Regions from separate parts of the Sus scrofa genome. Here all the other regions are linked to region 3. The links are chromatin contacts, called in public Hi-C and promoter capture Hi-C maps. All regions are on one chromosome and are shown on one strand. The core of a region is the stretch at or near the end of the contact, and the rest is flanking DNA. Distances in the headings are between cores, read along the strand shown.

What was found. Promoter capture Hi-C pulls out the DNA fragments that hold promoters and counts their contacts. Hi-C and Micro-C count contacts between places; a contact is called where the count stands out from the background.
Region 1: a Hi-C map of embryonic fibroblasts shows a contact between it and region 3, with 4 times the contacts expected there. The contact joins the promoter of H3F3A here to the promoter of SDE2 in region 3. A contact is called at or near these places in 3 of 5 promoter capture datasets (fetal liver, fetal skeletal muscle and liver), 28 of 47 Hi-C or Micro-C datasets (adipocytes, alveolar macrophages, blood and 14 more) and 2 of 2 datasets of contacts at active chromatin or transcription factors (alveolar macrophages and skeletal muscle).
Region 2: a promoter capture Hi-C map of fetal liver shows a contact between it and region 3, with 2.1 times the contacts expected there. The contact joins the promoter of PYCR2 here to the promoter of SDE2 in region 3. A contact is called at or near these places in 1 of 5 promoter capture datasets (fetal liver), 2 of 47 Hi-C or Micro-C datasets (epiblast stem cells and heart right ventricle) and 1 of 2 datasets of contacts at active chromatin or transcription factors (skeletal muscle).

Annotation. Positions count from the first base shown.
Region 1 is chr10:13,938,209-13,941,917 of Sscrofa11.1, forward strand. It overlaps H3F3A (H3 histone, family 3A), which reads left to right and starts at 1,730. Exons shown (of 4, transcript NM_213930.1): 1 at 1,730-1,765; 2 at 3,311-3,461. The coding sequence starts at 3,334.
Region 2 is chr10:13,844,221-13,847,695 of Sscrofa11.1, forward strand. It overlaps PYCR2 (pyrroline-5-carboxylate reductase 2), which reads right to left and starts at 1,680. Exons shown (of 7, transcript XM_021064411.1): 1 at 1,433-1,680; 2 at 1,110-1,239. The coding sequence starts at 1,139.
Region 3 is chr10:13,896,530-13,899,978 of Sscrofa11.1, forward strand. SDE2 (protein SDE2 homolog) reads right to left here and starts at 1,318. Exons shown (of 8, transcript XM_003130543.3): 1 at 1,137-1,318. The coding sequence starts at 1,256.

The DNA of each region.
Region 1 (3,709 bases), core at 480-2,979, 42 kb after region 3:
CAAAACAAAACAAAAAACAGGCAAAAATAAATAAATAAATACAACCACATTTTCTTGGCTGGAATTACAAGAACTCTTCACTGGCAGCTCAGCCTAGGGTTTTCTGCACATATGCTTTTAGGATAGGCTTGCAGAGTGCATGTGTTCTGTACAGCAACCACAGACACTTAACATTCATTAAATAATAATGAAACAGAAGGCCTGGATTTTGTTTGTTTCTCCTGGGTCTGTTCCTCACTTAAGTGACCTTGGACAAATCTATTTTTTCATATGTGATTTCCATATATCCGTTTTTAGGATAATGTTTATGATTACAATGCTTTATAAGATCTTCAAACTGCGGAAAAGTAGTTAATGCCCTCCATCTATGAAATTTATCTTTCACTATCCTATGGGATGTCAGCATGACACTTCTATTGAAAACCTTCACACATAGTTGCAAAGTGTTGTCAATACCAACTAGGGACCGTGCAGATATTCTGAGTCCAATGAACTAACAACATGGATAACTTGAAACGGTAAGTCTGTTTCCTACGCTACTGAGAATGGAAAAATATAATCATCCCCAAACCACGTTTTCCTTATTTCTGCCGGTTTTCTACCGCATGTAAACTATGCAGAAGCCGCTGACAATGTTTGATTTGGCAATTCTACCTAACATTTCATCGTTAAAAGGCCCAACAGGCTAGTAGGACACTCGGCCAGAACCGGAGTCAGGCCCTGGTGCAGTTAGCTGTGTATTCCATACATTGTTTTAGAGGCTTACAAAATACAGCCATCTTGCATCAGGCATCCCGGCCCAGGAAGGAGGCGAGCCCCGTCCCCTCCGAGATGCTACCTGCGAAGAGTCGGGCGTCCTAGGTGGCAGAGCCCGTGCGCGCAGCCCGCAGCCCGCACCGCGGGGCCCGCCTCCGTCCCCGGGCCAGTGTCTTGAGTGAATAAAGTTGTCTGAGGGCGAGCCAGCGGCACCTGGCCCGAAGCGAGGGCACGAAGACGGCCGGCCCACAGCCCTGCCAGCCGCTAGAGCCGCCCCCTCCGAAAGTGGGCGCAAGACGGGAGGCTTCTATTTGCAAGCTTCCTTTTGGGTAGTGTTTTCAACTGGGCCGCGGCGACCCGGCCCGCCGTGGCCTCCTCCCCGCCCCCACGCCGCCCGGGGTGCCTCGGGGACGCGCGCCGGGGCCCGCGCCGGAGCGGGGCGCCCCCTCCTTCGCCCTCCCCGCTGCGGCCCGAGACGCCCGCAGGTCGGGCGTTCACCCGCCGAGCCTCGGCCGGCCCGCCCCACCCCCTCACTTCCCCTCGGCGCCCCAAACCCGGGCTTCCAGAGTTCGATGACGTGTGCGCACGGAGCGGGGTGGGAGTGCGGAGCAGGGGAGCGGGAGTCAAAACTGGGGCGGGCGGGCAGCCGTCTCGGCGGGAGCGACGGCCCTTCGGCGTGTCTTTTGTGTTTGTACACACACGGCGCGAGGCTGCCGGGAGGAGGGAGCGGGCGGCGCGCGGGGGAGGGGCGAGCGCGCGCCAGCGAACGGGAGCGCGGGGGGAGGGGCGGGGGCGGGGCGCGAGCAAGGGGCGGGGGGCGGGGCCGAGCCTTCCCTCCATTGTGTGTGATTGGTTGGCGCGCGGCGCGGGGGCGGGGCGGCGTGTGTTGGGGGATAGCCTCGGTGTCAGCCATCTTTCAATTGTGTTCGCAGCCGCCGCCGCGCCGCCGTCGCTCGCCAACGCCAGCGCCGCCTCTAGCTCGCCGAGCTCCAGCCGAAGGAGAAGGGGGGTAAGTTTCCCCGTTTGCCCGCTTCCCCGGAACCGAGCCCCGCTTGCCGTCAGCCCCGGGCCGGGCCCCGGCGGTGCGGAAGGGGGGCCCCACGGTCCCTCCTGCTTGGCCCACAAACTTTTTGGCCCAGAAATGGAGAGGAGCGAGTTTCCCTCTCCCCTCAGGCGGCGGCGGCTCCGGCGGCTCCCCCGTCTCTCGCCGCCTCAGCCCAACAGCAGCAACCGCCGCGTCGCCGAGCCTGCTCTCCCTCCTCCCCGCGCCCCTGGCTCCTCTTTCTTCGGTGAAATCCCGCCCGGCGCCCCTTCCCGGGACCCCAGACCTTCACCATGACCCGCGCGGGCCTCTTAACTACAGCCCCCGGGCCCCGGCCCCCAGTTTTCGGGCGGGAAAAGGGTGGAAATTGCCGCTGCTTCCCACCCTGGGGTAACTCGCTTTTTGCTGCCTCCCCACAGTTGTTGCTAAGCTTCACCATCTTGTCTCTCTTCTCTGGTCACCGACCATATTTTTTCCCCCGTTTCTCTCTTCCCCATTTCAAAAAAGGAGGACAATTTTTAAAAGAGAAACATGTTTTTCTCCTTTTTTAGAGAAGCGGAAACTTGATGCATTTGAAATGCAAAAAAAAAAAACTTTTGCATTTTGGAGGGCGGCACGTGGCAGGGGATCGGGGTATTTTCAAGCGTTTTGGTGTTTTGTCTCTTTGGTAGGGAATCGGATACGTTTTGCGATTGTTTCCATTTTGTTCGGGTCTGGGAGCTCAGTTTGGCTGCGCGAGACGCTGGGAGCGAGACGGGCAGGCTGGGGGACCCTGTGCCGAGGGGCCGGTGGAGGCGAAACCAAAAGTTTATGTCGTGCTTGGGGTGGACCGGTCGGTCGCTCTCGTGCGTTAATTAAAGCCTGGGTGCGGGGCACTTGTTTTTATTTCATTGCGAAGCCTCGGAGGACTGGACGGCGAGGACGGGGCTTTGTAGAATGCTCGCTTGGTGGTAGCTGTTGTTCCCCTCTTGTTTTTGGAGACGCCTTTTTGTCAACAGAACTGTAGAGATGCAAAATCAGGAATGTTTTCTGATATTTACAGCAGTCTATCAACTGCCAGACGTAAAGGGGGGGGCAGCGCGGGGGGGGCTAAAACCTTTTTTGCTGTAATTTGACGCGACCTTTCTGTGGTTTGTGGCTTCATTATTTTGACTTATTCGTTGATCGGATGTTTACAGACATTTCTAATTTCTACTTTAATTAAAGAAATTGAAGCGAAGGCAGATAGGGGTCTTTTTGTTTTGCCATTTATCGCTCAGATTTAGCATTTTGAGAGGTGACTGGTGTTAATGCTAACAATTTTCTAGTACTACAGTTTGTTTCAAGAAGTCATATTTGGGTGGTAGGCGTAATCTGCACCCTTTCAAATTATGTAACATTACGGACATTTTTAAATACTGAGCCAAATTTTCAGATTGGGGGGGCGCGGTGGCAGTGGCAGGAAAACTTGTATGTTTGGTGGTTGCATGTGGTGATTTTTTTTTTTTTTTTTTTTTTTTTTGATGCTGGTAGGTAAGTAAGGAGGTCTCTATACCATGGCTCGTACAAAGCAGACCGCCCGCAAATCGACTGGTGGTAAAGCACCGAGGAAGCAACTGGCTACAAAAGCCGCTCGCAAGAGTGCGCCCTCTACTGGAGGGGTGAAGAAACCTCATCGTTACAGGTATTAAAAAGACGGGAAAAAAATGGGGCAAAGTGTATCTTCCGAAGTAATAGCTATACAATCTAATAAAAAGATGTATAATAAGCATCCTTTTTGCCTTAGGGAAACTGGTATTTTTTTCCCCTTTTGGTTATTTACTAAATTTTATATTTGGTGTTGGGTTTTATTAAGGACCATGTTTAATTTCGAAGCTGTAATCTTAGCTTAAGGGAGATGTTGCATCAGTAATATCGTTAATGCTATGGAGT
Region 2 (3,475 bases), core at 430-2,929, 52 kb before region 3:
CCTCAATGGCACAAAGTTTTCCACTGTGGCTCCTGGGCAAGTGAGCACACAGATGCTAGATCTGGACAAGCTTCTCCATGGCAACCAGCAAATCCCTGTCCCCCATCCCTTCCACTTCTCTGCACTCAATCCCTCTGCCAGGTAAGGCAGCTCCATGGCTGGAAAGGGGCAAAGGGAAAGCTGAAATGCCAGTGCCCGATGGTCAGAAGCAGGACCCTATCCTAACACTGGATAGGTCATCCCACTGCAAGGTCCAGGGGTGGGCTGCCTGATGCCCATCCCTTTAAAACTCCAAACTCAGTATCAGGGCCCTCCAGTGCTAGTAAAGTTGGCCACCCCAGGCACAGACACTGCCTGTCCCCCATTACACATTCTCTCCCACACCGCCCAGATTTGGGGTGAAGACTTGGGATGCTCTTTTTTTCTTCTTCTTCTTTTTAAGGTCACAGGTGCAGCATATGGAGGCTCCCAGGCTGGAGGTAGAATCGGAGCTGCAGCTGCTGGCCTACGCCACAGCCACAAGGGATCCAAGCTGCATCTGCAACCTACACCACAGCTCACAGCAACACCAGACCCTTAACCCACTGAGCGAGGCCAGGGATCAAATCCACATCCTCATGGATACTATGCCAACACAGTAAACGGCTGAGCCACAATGGGAATTCCAGGATGTTCTTTTTTTAGAGAAAGGAACGACTAATTTGCCAGGTTCTTTCCCAACAGGCTCACTTATGCCTCAGAATAGCTCAGCAAGTGGCTGCTGTGGTCTCCATTTATAAATGAGGAAACTGAGGCCCAGAGTAGCCAAGTAGCTTAAGGCCACTTGATGAAGGAAAGTGAGTATTTTATTGGGTACCTACTAGGTGTCAGGTACTTTCCACACATTAAAACCTGAATTAACCTTCTCACAACCCCAGTGTCTGAATTTGAACCCAAGTCTGTGTCTGCGGCTCCCACCACCCTGAACTGCCCCAAGGAAGACGGAAATTTGTCATGCTCCCAGAGGGAAGCTCAGTGCGCGGCCGTGGACCAGCACAGAGTCTCAGCTCATGAGGCCATCCTTGCCCTGGGCCTCCACCCTCTTTCCAACATCCTTCTGCCCCACCTACCCTGAGCGCGGCCACCGTGGGCAGGTCCATTTCCGGGGAGCTGGCTATTATCTTGTGAGCCGACAGGATGCCTGCAGAAGGTAAGGCTTTTTAACTGAGGGTCCCGGTCTATCCCGTTCCCATGCGTTCCCTGGGAAAGCAGAATCAAAACCTACAACACTCCGTTGTGGAGACGGTTGCTGGCGTTCTCCTCCTCTCAATCGCTTTTGCAGGCTTAAGAGGAGTCTCTTCTTCCCCAGCAGATGCAAATTCCCCTTTCTTCAATCATTCACGTTCACCGCCTAAGCTACGAACCGCCCGCGCGGCCGCCTCCACACGCTCACCTGCAGCCGTGAAGCCCCGCGCCAGGGCGCAGGCCAGCTGGCCGGCGCCGATGAAGCCCACGCTCATGGTTCGCTCCGCGTCTGCCGAGCAGCCTGGGGAGTCCGCGCAGCGAGGAAAGGCGAAAAGCGGAGAACTGAGCGGGCGACGCGCCCCGGAGCCGGATTCTGGGGGTAGGCGGCAACTTCCGGGACGAGTCCCCCAGCCGACTCCTCACTCCCTCATTCTGGGACCGCGCCGCAGGGCCCCACGTGGCCACGCCCCGCCGGAGCGGCCAATCCGCAAGCCGGGACGGAACCTTATGCCCGCCTCCTGCTCACGGGAATGTCAGGCGGAACCTAGGACCCTGCGCGCGAAGCCGAGATCTCAGCTGGCCTGGGCCTGGCCCCCACCCCAGGGCTTTCGGGACCCGCCCCTGGCTCGAGGCTGAAGCCAGGCGGAGGTCTGTCTAGTTATACCTGGTGCTGGCCGTCAGCTGCCCCCAATGCGCAAGAGGAATTCTCCAGGTTGCTGATTTGAGGGGATGAATGTGGAGCGTGGAGACCTGAGGGCTCCAAGCCAGGCTCCTCTGTGCGCCGGGGGATTATCTGGCTTGGAGCTGGCCTGGGGGCCGCCGCGGTTTTTCACTTGAATTTGCGTGGTTCAAGCTATTGGTTTTAACTAGACTGCAGATAGGATCAGTTCTTCTGCGCAGAAAATGATGCGCTCCTTAGGACCTGACTAAAGTACCCCTCAATCTCCGCTACTTTCAAAAGTTCCACAAATGTGATGTTTACTTTTCATCAGTAGTAAATATAAGTATTAAGGGATCAGGTGACAAAAAAAGAGAGGAAGGAGGTGGCGTCTTACAGAGTCAGAAGAGCCAGAGAGGCCATTAGTAGGTCAGAGCCTATCAGTTTTTCTACAGTTCTTTCCCTGTAATCCACACCCATACCCCCAGCAGTGGGCTATTTTCTGCAATTTTTCTCTAGTTGATCACATTCCTGGACAAGTCCCTAGTTCTTGAGTTTCTGCACCCTTAAAAGTGAGTACTGGAGTTCCCCCTCGTGGCTCAGTGGTTAACGAACCCGACTAGTAACCATGACTTTGTGGGTTCAATCTCTGGCGTCGCTCAGTGGGTTAAGGATCTGGTGTTGCTGTGGCTGTGGTGTAGGCTGGCAGCTACAGCTCTGATTCAACCCCTAGCCTGGGAACCTCCATGTGCCACAGGTGCGGCCCTCAAAAGACCAAAAAAAAGAGTACTAAATATTTAGAATTAAGCAAAATTAAATTTTTTATAACTTTCTCTGATTACAGAAGTTAATACATGCATATGGAGAAAAATTTGGAAAATATAAAAAGAAATTCAAAATCACCCACGGTCATACTTCCTAAGGATAATTTCTTGCAGATATTTTCGATGTTATTTCCTTACATATTATTTTCTATGCATACATACTTTTCCATCGTTGGAAATGAATGATATACCTATGGTTTTGAAAATTCTTCACTAGATACACAAATATTTTCCAGTGTCACTGAAAAGTTATTTAAAGCAAGATTTTAGTATAGGTCCCTCCAGGCTCAGCAGATTAAGGATCTGGTGTTGTCATGGTTACAGCTGGTGGCTCAGGTTTGATCCCTGGCCCAGGAACCTCTTCATGCCTCGGGCTTGGCCAAAAAATAAAAAATAAAACAAGATTTTAGTGTTTTATTATATGACAGTATTATAATGTAATAATGTATTTTGTTACATTATAGGGATGTACTGTACTAATTTAACCACTCTCCCATATATCAACATTAGTTTAATTCATTCTATTTATTTATTTATTTTTGTTTTTTAGGGCCGTACCCCTGTCATATGGAAGTTCCCAGGCTAGGGATTGAATTGGAGCTACAGCTACCAGCCTATGCCACAGCCACAGCAACACCAGATCCGAGCCGAATCTGCGACCTACACCGCAGGATAGATTGCCAACCCACTGAGAGAGGCCAGGGATCGAACCCACATCCTCATGGATACTAGTCGGATTCTTAACCTGCTGAGCCACAGCAGGAACTCT
Region 3 (3,449 bases), core at 68-2,567:
CATGTTTAAGTATATGACTGAACCCATTCATTGATATTTCTTGCTTCTTATTTTAAATTATTTTTTACAAATACTTGTCGTAATCAAGATCCTATTTTTTCTGGTCACTCTGGATCAGCTGTTAGTCTGAAAACCTACTCATGAAATAAGAGTTATTTTCAGAGATATTAAAATCCAACTATTTAGGAAAATATTTCACCATTCAGATTGTAAGGTAGTTCTGATAGATTTTAAACTGGATTGCAGCAGGAAGAAAATGGGGAAACAAAAACCACATTTGCAAAAACACACTGCTTCTTCATGGAACTAGTCCAAATAAAAGATTTGGTTTGGACTGCGGTGTTAACAAATGTTAAGCTTATAACTTACAAGAAGAGAAACAGCCTAAGGAAGTAAGAATGAGGTGTTCTGATAAAGAAAAACAGAGTACTAGAGCAAATGCCGAAATTAAAATTAGATTCGGGGACCACCTAATTCTCTAAATATCTGAACAGCTTTTATATCTTACAGTTTGTAAACATTTGCTTACTTGATAATTAAATAAACATGTAATTTTAGAAGTCCATGATAGGTTCTCAAAAATATACCTGGACAATTACGACAATCAAATGATCAGTGAAAACATCTAAATGACAAGCCCTAAGAACCATGCCCTCGACAGAACCTATGTGAGTGCTTGCCCAGACCATTTCTTTCCCAACTATCCTTCGGTCTGAGTTTGGATATGACATACGTCTCTAGGTTGGAGCGAACAGAGCTGTGCTCTCAGCGGACAAAAATGCATGTCATATAGCCAAAGAGTGAACGTAGGTAAATGAGCCTTAAAACTCATCTGGTCCAACTGCCTCGTTTAAGGATGAAAAGAATACCAAAGTCTAAACCGTTATTAGAGACTGAGGGTCGGACTAAGCACCTGTGAGCGGAGAGGTTTTTGACCCTCTGTCAGACAAAACTACCGCAAAACAAAAGCAAAGGAAGGCCTCAGCATCAGCTGGAAGCACTTTAAAACTGAGGAATCCTCAGGCGCAAAAACTGAAAACCCCAAAGAATAAACGTGCCCGGGACAGACACTGTCCGCACCCAATCTTGCCCACGTTCTCCACGTTCCCCTTCCTTCCAGGAACCGCAAACCTCACCTGATCTTGGCAGTGCCGGTGGATAAAATCCCGTACGGAGCACAGGGTCGAGGTAACGCGCAACGCCTTGCACCCGAAGGCAGGGCCACGAAGCCACACCAGCTCCGCAGCTTCCGCCATTTTACCCAGCCACTGAACCTCGAGATTCCCAGAAGGCAATAAGCGCCACAAACAGCCCGGCGCATTTCGGTGACGTTAGCTCGCCTTCCAGCGCCCCGCCCTCAGGTCTTTGGCTGGCCCCGCCCCTCCCCCGGGATAGTCACGTGACCTGGGACCGCCGGGCCGCGCTGGTTGGGGGAGGGGAACAGGAAGGGCCTGCCGGAGGCCGATAAGACCGCGGAGCACCGGGGCGAGGCGTTGCTAGGAGAGGTTGCTAGGGCGGGGCTCCAGGGACTCTCTATAAAAGGCTGGCGCTGGGTTAGGTTTCGAGCGTTCTGGTTGAAAGCGATAAGACAGTAACTAAGCACCTCCCTGTGCAGGCTTTGGCCCTTTTCCTCACATCTGTGTAGTTATTTTTGGGTCGCAGGGAATCGTGGCCTGAGAAGGCGCTGCTCCCTAGGGCCTGAGGAGGGAAGCTGCAGTCCCGGAAGCGGCTTTAGGGGGGCTGCTTCCTCGGCCCTGGGGAGCTTCCCCAACCCAAGGGGCAAGGGAAGCGGAGGTCAGCAACAGCCCTGGGTGGTTTTTCCTCTCGGTTTACCAAGCGTTCTCTTCCTTTGCTGAAAGTGCCAACCTCTCGGTTTCTGCCAGCTCTGCTCAGTTTATTCGTATTTCCGCCTGTTTGCGCTCTGCGTTATCTTCACTTCGGCTCTGTTTTCAAAATATTTCACAGCAAGTGAGCCCTTGTGAAAGGCAGTGGCAAAAGTGACGCTTATAGTAATGCTGCTACGAAAAACCCTGCCATAACTTTGATTCTGCACCATGGAAACACACTCGCACACATTTGCACAGCCTAACTTTAAGGCTCTGCGAATCTGAAGGAGTCCCTTAATGTTTAGTATACTGAGATTATGGTATTTCTAAAATCTTGAACAATTTTAAAAAGCGTAGAGTGTAAACATAGGAGGGTTCTCGGGAGGTATCTGTGCCTACTAAACACCAATGTATCGGCCCACGGAATTGAATTTTCTAGTGCCCAGGTACTTGGCAAATGAAACTCCGCTGAAGGGAAAGCAACTAAAAATTCAGAAATCCTGGAACTGTGGCATTATGAACACAAATAGAATTTGAAGGCCTCTGAAGTTCCGTATTCTAATTGTTGTCTTTATTTCACTTACCCAGGAAGGAAAGTGAGAGAGAAACGACCTCCATGGGGATGCCAGGAGGTTAAAAACAAACAAACAAACAAAAAAAACCCCACAAACTAATAAAGATGTTGTGCCTAGAGAGCTGTGTTTCACAAATAGGGTGACCTAGTGACCAGGGGTCAGTTGGTGTCTCACCAAGTATATATTTTGCTAATAAGGAAAGTCCACATCGTTCATTAGTAACTAACATTAAAACTAGTCCTCTTAAAACCTGAAGTCTAAATGAAATTGTTCACTCTATCCCTTTGTTGAATTTAAATTTTTGTTGTTTTTAAAAAAAATCCCAAGTATTGAACATGGATCTGTCATTTAAAATATGAAGTAACAATTATTAGCATTTTTTCAAAGACAAAAATCTTCTGAGCAATATATAAATCTGTTAAATCTTCACAATAAGCACCCAGCACCATGACATACACAAAGCAGATGTTAAATAAATATTGGCTGGAGTTCCCACTGTGGCACAATGGGTTAATGATCCACTTGTCTCTATGGAGGCTCAGATTTAATCCAGCACTGCTGAAGCTGTGGTGTAGGTCACAGCTCTGGCTCAAATGAGTTCCCTGGCTGGGGAATTTCCATATGCCACAGGTCAGCCAAAAAAGGGAAAAAAAATTTATATATATATATATATATATATATATATATATATATATTATACACACATATATATGTATACATATACTGGATATTTGATGAACTACTAAGATAGTAAATCTAGTAATTCCCAATATACATCTGAATAAACATAGTTTGCACTAATATAACACTTTCTTGAGGATGCAGATTCAACTTGGATTATCATTATTAAACACATTCTAATAATGAGGAAATTGAGGTACCTAAAGTTAGGACTGTGGCCAAAAACACAGCACACATCAGTGGCAAAACAAATCTAGAAAGACAGCTGATTGGTTGGATGGCTGAGAGTGTGTGGTGGTGTCCAGTAGGCGGTGTTATGTGGCCAGACTGGTCAGTGGTTATGGAAAAACAGAAACAGCAGCTGCTA